2 separate regions of the Drosophila melanogaster genome follow, and region 2 is linked to region 1. The links are chromatin contacts, called in public Hi-C maps. All regions are on one chromosome and are shown on one strand. The core of a region is the stretch at or near the end of the contact, and the rest is flanking DNA. Distances in the headings are between cores, read along the strand shown. Region 1 holds the start of RAF2 (RING-associated factor 2). Region 2 holds the start of eIF3e (eukaryotic translation initiation factor 3 subunit e).

Region 1 (7,098 bases), core at 4,271-6,770:
AATGCTTAAATTATAGTACCGTAAACGCACACACACCCACGCGCAACACACGGTATTGGTACAGTAGACACTAGTAATTTGAATTCTTATCGTTGGATCGGGAAAACAGTACAACGCATTTCATAATTAACTAAGATATTTTTTATTGCATAGTTCGACGAGGAAAATCGAACTAAGCTGTACAATCCTCATTTTGTTTTATCAAATTTGGTAGAAGCAATGATAATGACAATGCCATAAGTACAACTAGTTTTTGAACTCAACACGTTTCAGTTTCACTTTGCGACAGTCCACTTTCTCATTTACACACACACTCACTCACCTATCTAAGCGGAATCTTAACAATTAGAGACCAGGAAGTTGCAACTTGTTCTACCAACCAGTAGAATTCGACTGAATGAAAGTGACTCTTCTAGGCGGCCCGAGCCCCTAGTGATATGGATCTCGTCGATAGTACAACCCAGAAACCCACAACTAACACTTTTAATCACCTGTTATCAGTCAATTGGAATGGGCGACACTGCTTATCGGCGAATAAAGGCGATTTTATGCTTGGCGTGTGGTTGTATTGATCATATAGCCAAGGGCAAGCAGTCGAACTAACGGAACGTGTGCTGCTTCTGATCGTTACAACTGATAAAGAAACGAACGTGTAGGAAGAATGCTGATAAACACAAATATTTGGATAATATGCTTTGCTTATTGCTCATTTCCTTCCTGTTCAAAAGGTAACTTTTGAAAGCATTTCTGGGAATCTCAAAAACAATGTATTCGAAATTTTACATTTATTTTACACACGTATGTGTGTAATTTTCAAGTATCCAGTTTAGAAATACTGTTGGTATTTTGTGTTAAGGTCACTCTTTAGGTGCACTGCTTGCATGTCCACACTTATCAGCAGCCCTTATCAGCGCACTGCTTACCTTACGCCTTATCAAAAAACAACAACAACAAACTCACGCTCTCACGTTCTGTTTAATTTAATTATTGCAATGCTCGCCAAAATACAATTGATCAAACAATTAAATTTCCACTTAGGTGTACAACTACCAACTACGTACGCAAATTGATGGCTCCAGTGTGCGGGAGTTACTTCGTAACTATAAACTTAGACAAGAAAAACATGCAAAACACTTTAAATCGTCCGGATAGGAATCACGAATTGATCCATTTAGCAGAGAGATTTGTGAGAGGACTGCCTTTTACAAAGTCATTTGTAGATAATTGAGTTCGACGACAATCGAAACTAAATGCGAATTCGAAAGTTACTTTGCGACCGACTTGGAGGATCCATAATTAGATGCCTTGCTGATCTGCGTCTTGTTGATGGCCTGACCCATGAGCCAGTAAACTGTAACAAGAAAAAAAGAATATTAATAAGATTTACAAAAGTTAAGGTTTTGGAGGGAGTAGGAACACATTAGAACGCGGCTTATATTATTGTTATAACCATGCAGACGTCATTATATATGAACTTTAGCATTTAACACTCCAAAAAGTTCTTAAAACTTAAAGAATGAACGGCTAATGCCGTCTAAAGTGCCATCCTCCTTAAAGATCGAACCCCAAACTTACAAAGTCCCAGGACGGAAAGTGCGGTGATAAAGGCCGTCCAGTTGGCCGCCAGCAGGGATGTGATCACGTAGTAGAAAATGCAGGACAGAGAGAATACCGCCCAGCAGACAAAGTTCACGAGTGAGCACAGCCGGCGTTTATTCACATATGCCGGAACCTCCTTTATGCCGGACGTCTTAAAGAAGCTGCCCGTCTCCAGGAAGCTATCGATGATCTTGTCCTTCTCCACGAACAGGTTCTGCAGCCAGGCGGCCGCCTCCTTCTCATCCTCCGGAACCTGTTCCAGTGGAATACGCCTCATCAGCAGGTGCGGTTCCACGCTCTTTCCATGCAGCAAACTCAGCATTGTGGCGGGGGTCTGAAAGTTCAATTGCAAGTTAATTAAGTCCGGTAAATAGCCTTTTAGTAGCTAAAACTGTAGTATCTTTATAAGCATCTTTTATAACTCACTTCTGCGAGTTTAATTTAAAACCATAATAAATTTGCAATTTGCTAAATTCTATGCACTTATCATTAGAACGCCAAATTACTCAGTTAAAAAATTAAGGTTGCTATGCTGGCTAAAGTGCTAATAATACTGATGACACGTCAAAGGTAAGGAAAATAAACCAAAATAAGGAAAATAAGTTATAAAAATTACCACTTGATTAACCTTGAAATGTTTGCTCATTCTAATCGGTATCTTTAAGAGCATCGATCTTAAGAAATCGTGACTCTTAAAAGAGGCAGTGAAGTAAATGAGCAAAATAATCGGATTAAACGAAAAGAAATTTGATTAGACCAAAGCAATCAGACAGGTATTGTCGAACAGGCTGATTAGCCTTATCAAAAATATACATGAGAAGCTTTGCCATGCAGAATTCTGCATTAAATGTATGGCACAATAAAATACAGTATTATATAACTAAAGCACTTAAATGAAGTGCTTGAAGTTTGCCGTTATAATTACCTTATCTGTGGGCCTGTACGCTAGATTAATGTCGTAGATTACCGGACAGAGACCGCGGATGGGTGCCAAGCTGGCGGTGAATCCCTTGGTGCGCGGGATCAAATGGTGCTTCAGCACCGTCATGCCCCTCTCCTGGGCGAATTTTACGGATGCCTCGTGCTTGGCGGGAGTGAAGCGAGTGCCCTCGGCGTTGAGCAAAAGCCAGGTGGGATCGGGATAGGAGAAGACCACCTTGAGCTGTTCGGTGATGATGGTCTTGTCCTGGTCGAAGTTTCGATTGAGGAAGACGAACTCGGCCAGCCACCAGCCCCAGCCGATGATGGGCACGTAGCGGATTGCCTTCTTCGCATAGGCCTTGCAGTTGCCCAGCACGCCCAACTTTTCGCAGATCATCCAGCCGTTGAGCCAATCGATCTCGTATTTATGGTTCATGATCAGAAGGACGTGTTCCTTGCCGGCATGCTTCTCGAAGTCCTCCTTGTCCATGTAGACAGTCATCTTGCTGCCGGCATACCAATCGGACACGAAGATAAGTTCTAAGGGATTGGAGGTATTATGTTTCTACTTCGAATCGGAACTGGTCAGGATATACTCACGGGAGTAAAGCGAATAGCAGGCATAGTACATCAACTTGCGGAAGAGTCGCTTGTCTATGGGCTTGATAAAGACGTGCATCAGCAGCTGGATAAAGTTGATGCACAGCCCGCTGGTAAAGAAGGTGAGCGCGATGCACAGGTGTATCAGTCTCAATTGTTTCAGCTTCTCCAGGGAACCCATTTTGATCTGCAAATAGCGATGTTTAACCAATAAAACGGCTGTCTTTACGTAATCACTACTTTAATTGTAGGTTGTTCTCCCGGTAGTGCTCGTAAACCCGCACTTTATGGTCCCAACGGTGGAACACCTAGTTTATGACCACTACACAAGGTCCCGCACTCACACAAGAGCTGCGTTTTCTTCAATTAAAAGCACGCGGCCAAGTTAAAAGAAATCGTGAAATCCGGGAAGGCAACCACCTGCACCACCAGCTGGCAATGGACTGGGGCAACCGCCGCACGGCAGAGATATTCGCCAGATATCAGCGGGAGCTATAGCCCATAGCCCTATAGGCTATAGCTTTTGCTAAGGCCGCTGCCGGAGGAGGAATCTAATCAGCCTTGGCCAATCGATGACTTCTCCGTTGGAAATAGCTACAGCCGCTGTGGACAAAGTCCGCCTGTCCGACGGATAGTCATTATGGGGCAGATACTCGCACTTCACAGTGGAAGCTCGCGAAAGTCAATAATCTTTAGAATGAGTGGGTTTATGGGGACCAAAGTGTGCAAACAGTTTAGCAAAAAATTGATGACAGTTAGGTGTCATTTTTTACATTTTGTACATGGAGATGTTTTAAAAAAGTACTAAAGTTTTACGACCGTTTTAATTATGAGTAAAAACGACAACTTTAAAACTTTAAACTAATTAAATCATTTCATTAAGGCGTTTAGCTATTCATATTTCTTATTAAATAATACTTGGCTTCGGATATTTTAGATATTTCAATTTAAGCAAATTTAAATAAGTTTCGAAACGATTTTCGGATTTTAAATAAACTAAAGTAATAGGTATTATATATTGAGATTATTATTTAAATGATCATGATTTACTTAAATTATGATTTAAAACATGTCAGCGGATAAAGTTTATCAAAGAAGTTTTTATTTGTATTTCTACAAAGTTATAAACAATGGTTGTAAAACGACCAATGATAAAGGTCAATCTTTTGTTTTGACACGTAATATAAAACTGGGACTGCATATATTTACATGCACAATGGAACGCACTACGTTTTTGTAATAGAAATGAATGCATTCAGTTGACAAGCACTGCTTTTTTTAAATTTCTTATTTCTTCCTATGATAATGGGATTTAAATCCAATGAAAAAAGGAGTACTTTTCATGCCATTTCTTATGCACACCGCCATTAGCTGAATCAACCGAAAATTCGCCGGGCCGAATTGATTGTATTTTTGATGCACTCAATTGGTGACCCCGACGTTGATTGCTGAACCCATTGTATTGAATTAGTTTACTTTTTCGATCGTCCACTTTACATACAACAAAAGAGTTCTTGTGCACGACCATGCGATTGTGTGCGTGTGAGCATGCATATACGTATGCATGTGCTCAGCTGGCGCACGTGTGCGAGTGTGTGTGTTTGGGAGAGGCGTGGGGTGGCGTGACGTGGTTAACATTTATGGTTATCAGTTCGCGATCTGCAAGGCAATAGCCACCCACAAACGATCAATAAACAAAGTCCTATTTAAAGGTATGTCTATCTGCAGCTGCGCCGTTCTTATCGGTTATTCCCTGTTACGCATATGCACATATATATACAGACACTGTCGGTCGTGCCCTTTGTTTACGAGTGTCACTGGGCGGGAATCGGTTGCTAAACACTGGTCACTACTATATGGTTATCACTCGGCGGCGTCGTGCCCGCCATTTACCTTTTTGGCAATGTTTTTGTGCGAATTGATTTGTTTTCTTTTGTAAGCCAAACGGTATGACCGTTCGAGTGCAATGACGATGACACCGGTGAACAAACGGAAAATCGCCACTTTTGCCTTTAGTATTTTTCAATATTTAATATTTGCCACCAGGGCTGTCAGGTTGCAATGTTGTAAAGGAAATCTGAATAATTTGGCTAACGATCTGCACTACAACTTATAGCTTATTAATGATTGATTTTTGATCTACGCTAACTTTTCCATAAATCAAAAAATGAAACTCTAGTGAGTAACTTATTCTAATATAGTTATTTGGTTTTTAGATATGAAATGACCGAATACCCCGAAACTAGTAATATTTAATAAGATTACTAGATTACTTTAATTTAATAAGATTAAAAATTTGTTTGCTTGGTTTACCTAACTAAGAACTAGTTGGAAGAACATATTTTATTCAGTATTATTTAAAGACTTTCCCAAAAGTGGTTACCCTATTGGTTTGCGTCCATACTAAATGCCTGTCAAAATTATTCGCAGAATTGAACGGCGAATTTTTTTTCGCATTTGGAAATTGGATTTTTGCTGAAAGTAAACGCTTTAAAACTGGTATAAACCCGAATTAGCCTATTTGGGGACTTGGGCCATTGTTTTAAGTGGTTTTCAGCAACTGAAAAGGTGAGCCCGTCGGCGGATTAGAATATTCAACCGGCAGACGATTTTTTGTTGGCCAAAAATTTGCAGACGTGAGCGCGTGAGTTTTTGAGGGGGTTAATGCCAAAAGATGTACATACCTGACCGTCGTCCAGTTGCAGGCCTAATGTCCAACGAGATCTACGACTCCTCCAATTCGCAGCTAAGTAGCGACGAGTATAGCCACGAGGAGGAGGAATACGACGCTCTAATGGACGCGGCGGTGAGCAAGCAACGACCCCAAAAGACAAAATCCAAGGGATCCGAGTCCGAGAAACCCGGAAATGGAGCTCCAGAATCGGCGGCTGCCACTGAGAAAAATGAAAAGCCAGATGACGATGCGGTGCCACCTTCCACGCGCTCAGAAACAATTCGGCGGATCCGGCAATTGCAGTTACAGCGTGGCAGGCTGCCCAATCTTTACTTCAAGCGTCGCAGTATTCGTTGGTAAGGCTTACTTCCCAAAGAACCTACTGAAACTGTAATCCTATCTTATCCGATCACACTTCAGGCTGCGACCCAATAAAATGGACTACAACAGCTATTTTGACGGCCTGAAGGACTTGCTGCCCAAGCGTAAATTGAAGCACCTGGTTCGCTTCCATGACAGGCAGCGCAGAACCTACGACAGCAGGAGCATCAGTCGTAGTCGCAGCCACAGCCGCAGTCTTAGCCGAAGTTGCAGTCGCAGTCGTAGTCGTAGCTATTCTCGCAGCCGCAGCGGCAGTGGTTCGCCGGAACTCATTTGCCTTGACGACACGGAGAACGAGGATTCGCCTGAGAAACCAGAGCAAGAGCCGGCAAGGGTTACGCCCATCAAGGAAAATAAGCCTACGCTTCCGGCTCCACCCCAACTAAACTACGAGCTGCCAGAAAGGAAGAAAGCAAACCCACTTGGAAACAACGAAAACGGTGCCTCTATCCTCGACGAGTTCCTGGTAAAGAAGGATCCCCAGGAACCGGTCTTCGACTACGGTAAACTCTCAGCGTGTCGGGAATTGGAACAGGCTCTAAAGGACCGGTCGCGAGATGCGCCAAATGAGGCAGAGTCGCTTGTGGTTGATGCCACTCTTAAAAGACGCCGTTCGGTAACACCGCCCGCTAGCGAAGAGAAGCGCAACAATGAAGTCGAGGATGATAATATAATTGGGTTTTCAACGGTGCAGCAACAGAAGCCAATGGAGGCAGCTCCACCATTAAATCTAAGAATGCCCACCACTCCATCGACTAATCCTCTTCAGCGTCAGCAGGCTTTTAAGCTGAGCACACCGTATACCCTGGCTCCGCCTACTGCCGCCAAGCAAGCTGACACTTACAGTTTAAATACTCCACCGCCAACGGCCACCCAAATGCAGATATCCTATCCCAACGAAAAGCTGTCAAATAACATGAAAG
Region 2 (7,248 bases), core at 1,909-4,408, 400 kb after region 1:
ACTCAGGACATCGCCGTGGATGGCTGGGCCTTGACCATGCTGAAGCGATGCAATGTTGGATACGCATCCACCTGCAATAGCGTGGGCCAAACAGCTGGCTACTTCTTGGGCTATGTGGTGTTCATTGCCCTGGAGTCCAAGGATTTCTGCAACACCTACATAAGAGACGTGCCACTCGAGGATGGCATGATCACATTGCCCCGTTTCCTTTGGTTCTGGGGCATTACATTTGTGGTAGCCACTACTTTGGTGGCAATTTTCAAGAAGGAGAACGACATCGAAGACGCGCATATGGACGCTCGCTACACGGAGGAGCACGAGTTGAACATCCATGAGAGCTACAAGATATTGTGGGACATGGTGTGCATGCGTCCCGTCCAAATTCTGGCTGTAATTCTGCTCACCGTGAAGGTCACGTTCGCAGCCTCTGATGCAGTGACCAGCTTAAAACTCATTGACGCTGGTGTACCGAAGGATAAGCTGGCTTTACTCGCCATTCCCCTAATTCCTCTGCAGCTCATTCTGCCGCTGGCGGTCGGTCGATATACGAACGGACCACGTCCGATGGACGTCTATCTGAAGGCCATTCCCTATCGCATCATCATGGCAACAGTGGCCACTGGCTTGGCCTACATCACACCCTATATTGTCCGTGGAGGAGCCGTGCCTGCTTATTACTACGTCCTGCTGATCACCAGTTATGCCATCTACCAAGTATTCCTGTACTCCATGTTTGTGGCCGCCATGGCCTTTTTCGCCAAGATCTCCGATCCAGCCGTCGGTGGCACTTACATGACATTTTTGAACACATTGTGCAATCTGGGCGGTAATTGGCCCAACACAGTGGTGTTGTGGTTGGTGGACGTGCTCACCTGGAAGCAGTGCTCCAATAATGCGGAAAATACCTGCCAGGGCAAGGAGGAGCAACAGGTGAGTGCTCAGAGAGAGATTCTACAGCATACAAGATTATTATTATTATTGTATATGGATACATATGTATGGTGAAAGTTTTACCCCAAACCAGGAAAAGATAAACTTTGCCAGTTATGAGATAAAAGTAACTAAACAAATATTTTTCTTAATTTTCTCCCGCAGAGCTGTGAAGCGTCGGCTGGCAAGTGCGAGATAACCTTCGATGGGTACTACTTGGAGTCGGGCATTTGCGTTCTGTACGGCATAGTGTGGCTGCTGCTGGTGCGCAAATGGATCGTTTACTTGCAGGACCTGCCCGTCAGATCCTGGTTGGTGGTCAAGCAGAAATCGCGGTAGCAATCAATAGTGTGATCCGGGGCCAGATCGTCATAAAGATCCAGCACCCACTTGTAGGTACAAACAACTAATTCTAGGATTAGCAGACGTTTGCATTCTGTAGGCTAGCGAAATTACAAATTCCCGCCTTGGTATTGTTTTTTGTATAACTAATTTTGATTCCGAAGGAAATAAAATCAAATGTTGAATTGAGCGAATGAGTAAGATGTTAATTTATTCGCTCGACTGCGCGCAATCATCGGTTTTTAAAGGGTACAAAGAGTCTTAACTTAATTGTGGATAAAAAGTCAGCAACTAGTAGTACTTCCAGGAGTCGGCCGACTCCTGATTCTGCTTCTGCTTGCTCTTGCGCTCAATCAAACCTGCCAAATGCTCCGACCGCATGGACAGCGAGTCGATCTTCTCCACCAGCTGCTGATAGGGACTCAAGGGCTGGGTGCCCATCACCACATGACCCAGTTTCGAATCGATCTTGGCATTCAGACGGGCATTGCGGATAAGGTTGACGATCCAGCACTCAGCCTCGTTGGGCTTCATGTTCAGCTTATCGGCCAGCATGCTGATGGTGATGCACTGGTGGATGCGGCAGAATGTCTCGAAGATCATCAAGCGGGCATCCTCCACGAACTCATTCAGGCAGGCCACGATGAAGAAGTCGTTGAGGATCACCGTCTGGCACTCGTGCAGCTTCAGACGCGCTCCCTCGAAATCAAAGTTCACGTACAGACACTCCAGAAACTCGGTGATGGGATCGCGGTACGTGTACGACTCCTGTTGGATCACCTTGATCAAATCCTTTAGAGCATTGCGGCGGGTGCGGTTGATGACTACGGCGGTGGCCAAGTAACGCATGATGTGCGGACACATTGTCTGAATGGCGTTCAAATACAGGGGCTTGTACAGGAACATCTCAATAATGAGATCGCGTCCCTTGGGGTGATTGAAGAAGACCAGGACCGACCAGTGGATCAGCCAGGTGCGTTGCTGCAGGGCCTGGATGGTGCTGAAGTTGGCGTTGTCAATGTAGTCGCGCAAACGCGTCAGATCCTCCAGAGCAGTGTTCCAGTTGAGGGTCAGAATCTCGGCGGCCAGCTTGCCCCACAGCACATTAAGGTAGTTCTGCAAAATTTGGGAGACAATATCAATTAATATTCTTGTTTTAGTGGTTTTTGCCGCTTTTCATGTTAATTTAGCTCCATACGCACCTTGTCGTTGGGCGACATGACGATGAGGCAGAAGTACAGGTAAGAGGTGGACTCCTGATAGTTGCCGCACTCGTAGAGGTACTTGGCCAGCTTGTAGGCGCTCTCCAGGTGCTCCACCTTAAAATTGTAGTCCTTCTGAAGGGCGTTGACGAAGGTCTTCGAGTCCTTCATGCTCTCACCGTTCTTAAGAATGTCGGTGGCCTTCATGATGGGTGCCACCTCGTTCTGCAGCTGCTTAAGCGTGGCCAGGACCTCCGCCTTGCGCTGCACGAGCTCCTCGGGCATCTCCTGGCTGAGATTGAGACGCTTGCGGGTGTCCATCGTGTAATCGATCATGTTCGTCTTGTTCACCGTCTCCAAAATGTACTCCAGCAGCTCCTGCTGGTTGTAGATCTGCAACGAAAGTCACACATATGAAGATTTCCCATAGTTATGTACTGGTGACTCGGCAACCGCCAGCGGAGCACCGCCTGGTCGCTTTTCTAACCTCCTTGCCGCACAAGAACTCCAGCAGCGGGAAGGTCAAATGCCTGTCCAAAAACTGGCAATTGATGCGTGTCAGATCGAAATTGGCCATGATTGCAGCTGTTTTACTATGTTTTCACAATTAAATTTACACGCAAAATCGGCAGAAAAATACGCGTGCGAGGGCCGACAGTGTGCCCAGAGACGAAAAGAGTGACGCCCGCTCAGAGTTACCAGAGTGTGGTATTTCCACGACATTAAATACCATGACCCTGAAGCCGTATTTTTTTCAAGCTTTCAAAGTGGCGCATTTATTTAAAATAAAATTAAGTCATTGAAACAACTTTCAAAAAATACTCAATTTTCAAAATTTCTATTATCTTAGCATGGCTATTATAGCAATAAAAAATTATTATTTCAATTGTGGCGCCCAGACTGAAACCCGGTCTGGCATCACGGCGAAAAGAGGTACTAACGCCAAGACCTTTCCTGGAGGACGATATCTTCTGTCTTCTTATCGTCAGACTGGACACACTGGAACTTCAGCTCCGCTCGTAACAAGCTTACGGCATAAAACAACAAGATATTGTACTTAGTAATTAAATAAAGCGGTAACTACATAAGTTACCATACAATGAATTTAAAGAAATATTATTAAATATTTTCTACATTACAATGGTTTCTCATTCCTTTAAAGTTATACGCTTTACGTAAAATACCAATAATTTTAAATTACAAGGTATACATATAACAAAGGTTTTTAATTTCAAAAAGACGTTGCCTCTCTTTTCAAGCTATTAATAAATATATTTCCCATGCCAAATTCAAAACACAAATATCAACTCATCGGAGAAATGCTTTTTAATAATTTGAATATTTATTTCATCAAATACTTGCACATAAATATATTTATATAGAGATGTCTGTATAAGGGTATACATTTGGGTTAAATATGTTTTGTATAAATTGTGTAATTCTTTGTATTCGCACATTCAACTGCCAAAGAGCAGATTTGTTTTAACAATAGCCACTTAGGTACATTTGCGGTCAACGGTCGAATGCAGTTCAAAACACAAAAACAACATCTAAAAAATGCGTTTCGATATTGGCCGAGTTTAATACATTTCTCTTTCTGTATATACGATTTATGGATTGTATATAGGATGGTGGAGATCAGCATATCAATTTTCACTTCATATATTTCGTTTGCATAGATTAGGCAACTCAAGCTAAAACAACATTGAAAAAATGCATTTTCTAAATATTTAATGTTCAATTAATTTTCATTTTAACGATAACGGTAAGTTTCTAGTTATTGTCCTTAGATTTTTTGTTGGATATTCGATTTCCGTTAAGATATACATATTGATTGGCTTCAATCAGAATTTCAGTTTGCACTCTTAATTGACTCCTGCCGCATCATCATCATCATCATCATCATCATATGGAGGGCATCTCGACGAACCACTAACAATTCCCAGCCAGCTTTGCGATCAAAATAAAACTAAATGAAACGTGTTTCGTTTTGGTTTGGTGTGTAAAAAACTCAAGTCTTTTTAGTGTAAACTAAACTAAAATCGCGAAAATAAAAATCACAAATCGTTAAAGAATTTCGCACTATAGGCTAAGGACGATGCACGCACACAAAACTTGATATTAGCTGCTCTGGCTGCCTCTGTGGATCCTCTTTAGGATGTCGCGATGACGCCACCAGGTCCTGGAAGCCCACTGGGACGGCCGGTCAGATAGGAATCGACCTGTCGTGCGGCCTGGCGACCCTCGGTAATGGCCCAGACGACCAGCGACTGGCCACGCCGGCAATCTGCAAAGGACAGAAGATAAATTAACATTTTTGTTATGCAAAGATACAGAAATCATTCAATGATTGATGTGATTAACTCTTAATACTAAGCCTATTACTTAGTAGACATAAAACTGACCTCCTGCCGCAAAGACCTTGGAGTTCGAGGTGCCATACTGTCCGTTGGATGCCTTGATGTTGCCGCGCGGGTCCAGCTCCAGGCCCAGTTCGCTCGGCACCGTCTTCTCCGGACCCAGGAAGCCCATGGCCAGGAGAATAAGGTCTGCGGGGAAGTACTTCTCCGAACCGGCCACCTCCTGCATGCGCCACTGGCCCGTTTCCGTCTTGGTCCACTCAACCTCGACGGTGTTCACGCCCTTGATGGCTCCATTTTCGCCCACGAACTCCTTGGTGGTGGTGCAGTACTGGCGCGGATCTTTGCCCCACTTCAGCTTCACCTCCTCGTGACCGTAGTCCACGCGGAAGACCTTCGGCCACTGAGGCCAGGGGTTGTCCTGAGCACGCTTCTGTGGCGGTTCCGGAAGGATCTCGAATGTAGTGATACTCTTGGCGCCTTGACGCAACGACGTGGCAATGCAATCGCATCCGGTATCGCCACCGCCGATGATGATCACATTCTTGCCAGCGGCAGATATTATATCATTCTTTCCGCCCAGCTGCTTCTTCTGCTGCGCCTCCAGGAATTCCATGGCAAAGTGAATGCCCTTCAGGTCACGGTTGGCGAGCGGCAAGTCACGTGGCCAGGTGGAGCCAGTGGTGAGGAGGACGGCATCATACCTGTTGAAAATTTCGAGAGTAATAAGTACAGGTGTTTTAGACTAAATATTCTATTAAAACTTGAGGACTGATTTAACCCAATCATGGCAAAATCGTCAAAAATCAGCTAGATCACCTAAAATGTTCAATTATACTTACTCCTGCAGCAGTTGCTCGGCCTTGAGGTCCTTGCCCACATGGACATTGGTGCGGAACTCGATACCCTCGTCAGCCATCAGATCTACCCGCCGCTTGACCACCTCCTTGGAAAGCTTCATCGTGGGAATACCATACTGCAAAAGTCCACCAACGCGATCGTTGCGCTCAAAAACGGTGACAAAGTGACCGGCGCGGTTCAGCTGCTGCGAGGCGGCCAAGCCGGAAGGTCCTGATCCCACAATCGCAACTCGTTTGCCAGTGCGCACTTCCGGAATCTCTGGCTTAATCCAGCCCTGCTCGAAGGCATGATCGATGATGGCGCATTCGATGTTCTTGATCGTTACAGCTGGCTCGGAGATGCCCAAAACGCAGGAACCCTCGCAGGGAGCGGGGCATACTCGACCAGTGAACTCCGGGAAGTTGTTGGTCTGCAGCAGTTGACGCAGAGCCTCCTGCCACTCGCCGTGGAAAACGAGGTCGTTCCACTTGGGAATGATGTTACCGAGCGGACAGCCCGTGGAGTTGGACTGACAGAAGGGCACACCGCATTCCATGCATCGAGCTGCTTGAACCTTGAGGTTCTTGCGCACATGTGGGAAGTTGTAGACTTCATCCCAATCCTTCTGTCGCTCTCCAGCATCTCGGTACGGAGCCGATTCCCTCTTGTACTTTACAAAGCCACGGGTCTTGTCCAGGACGCGATCGGCACGCTTCTGCTCGAGCACCACGTCCTGAATCGCTTCCTCAATGTCCTTGATGTGCGGTTCATGCTTTCCGTTTCCATTCTCGATGGCGGACTTCAGGGGCTGCTCCACTGCTTGTTGTTCGGCCATGTCCTTTAGAGCCTTTTGGTATTCATACGGGAAGACCTTGACAAACTTGCCCTGGGCTTCGGCCCAGTTGTCAAGCAACTCCTTGGCCACCTTCGAGCCTGTCTTCTCAATGAAATCAGCCAACAGTTCCTTGACGAGCAGCACATCCTTCTCAATTTCCAACGGCAGGAGTTCCACACTTTCCGGGTTTACCTTGGGCTTAAAGGAACCATCTAAATCGTACACATAAGCAATACCGCCGGACATGCCAGCGGCGAAGTTTCGTCCCGTAAGACCGAGGATAACCACTACACCGCCAGTCATGTATTCACATCCGTGATCGCCCACACCTTCAACAACGGCGGTTACACCAGAGTTTCGTACGCAGAAGCGTTCGGAGGCAATACCGCGGAAATAGGCAGTTCCCTCAGTGGCTCCATACAAGCAAACGTTGCCCACGATAACATTGAGATGTGATTCGAAGGGAACCGTATCTTGTGGCATGATGACAACATTACCACCGCAAAGACCCTTGCCCACATAATCGTTGGCATCGCCCTTCAATGTCACATTAACACCCCGCGCCAGGAACGCGCAGAAGCTCTGACCAGCGGAACCCTCCAGGAAGATGTCGATGCTCTTGCCAGCGGGCAAGCCAGCCTCTCCATATTTGCTGTAGATTATAACAAATTAGATTATGATCACCTTGTTAACAGACTTAATCCTACCATGCAATATGATAGCTCAGAGTAGAACCAAA

The links. A called contact is a pair of places that touch in the nucleus more often than the background predicts.
Region 2: a Hi-C map of the Kc167 cell line shows a contact between it and region 1, with 2.0 times the contacts expected there. A contact is called at or near these places in 5 of 107 Hi-C or Micro-C datasets (the D17-c3 cell line, the Kc167 cell line, embryo and 1 more).

Annotation. Positions count from the first base shown.
Region 1 is chr3L:16,380,807-16,387,904 of dm6, forward strand. It overlaps RAF2 (RING-associated factor 2), which reads left to right and starts at 5,521. Exons shown (of 7, transcript NM_168664.2): 1 at 5,521-5,764; 2 at 5,820-6,150; 3 at 6,215-7,098. The coding sequence starts at 5,831. Agpat3 (1-Acylglycerol-3-phosphate O-acyltransferase 3) reads right to left here and starts at 5,151. Exons shown (of 5, transcript NM_140631.2): 1 at 5,014-5,151; 2 at 3,121-3,307; 3 at 2,525-3,060; 4 at 1,576-1,933; 5 at 966-1,351. The coding sequence starts at 3,301. The coding sequence ends at 1,266. It overlaps Agpat4 (1-Acylglycerol-3-phosphate O-acyltransferase 4), which reads right to left and starts at 764. Exons shown (of 5, transcript NM_140630.3): 1 at 492-764.
Region 2 is chr3L:16,783,783-16,791,030 of dm6, forward strand. It overlaps eIF3e (eukaryotic translation initiation factor 3 subunit e), which reads right to left and starts at 3,159. Exons shown (of 3, transcript NM_058037.5): 1 at 2,962-3,159; 2 at 2,475-2,867; 3 at 1,460-2,388. The coding sequence starts at 3,051. The coding sequence ends at 1,564. CG9674 reads right to left here. Exons shown (of 15, transcript NM_176339.2): 12 at 7,217-7,248; 13 at 5,677-7,161; 14 at 4,880-5,538; 15 at 3,791-4,761. The coding sequence ends at 4,628. It overlaps CG9706, which reads left to right. Exons shown (of 3, transcript NM_140664.4): 2 at 1-930; 3 at 1,096-1,464. The coding sequence ends at 1,269.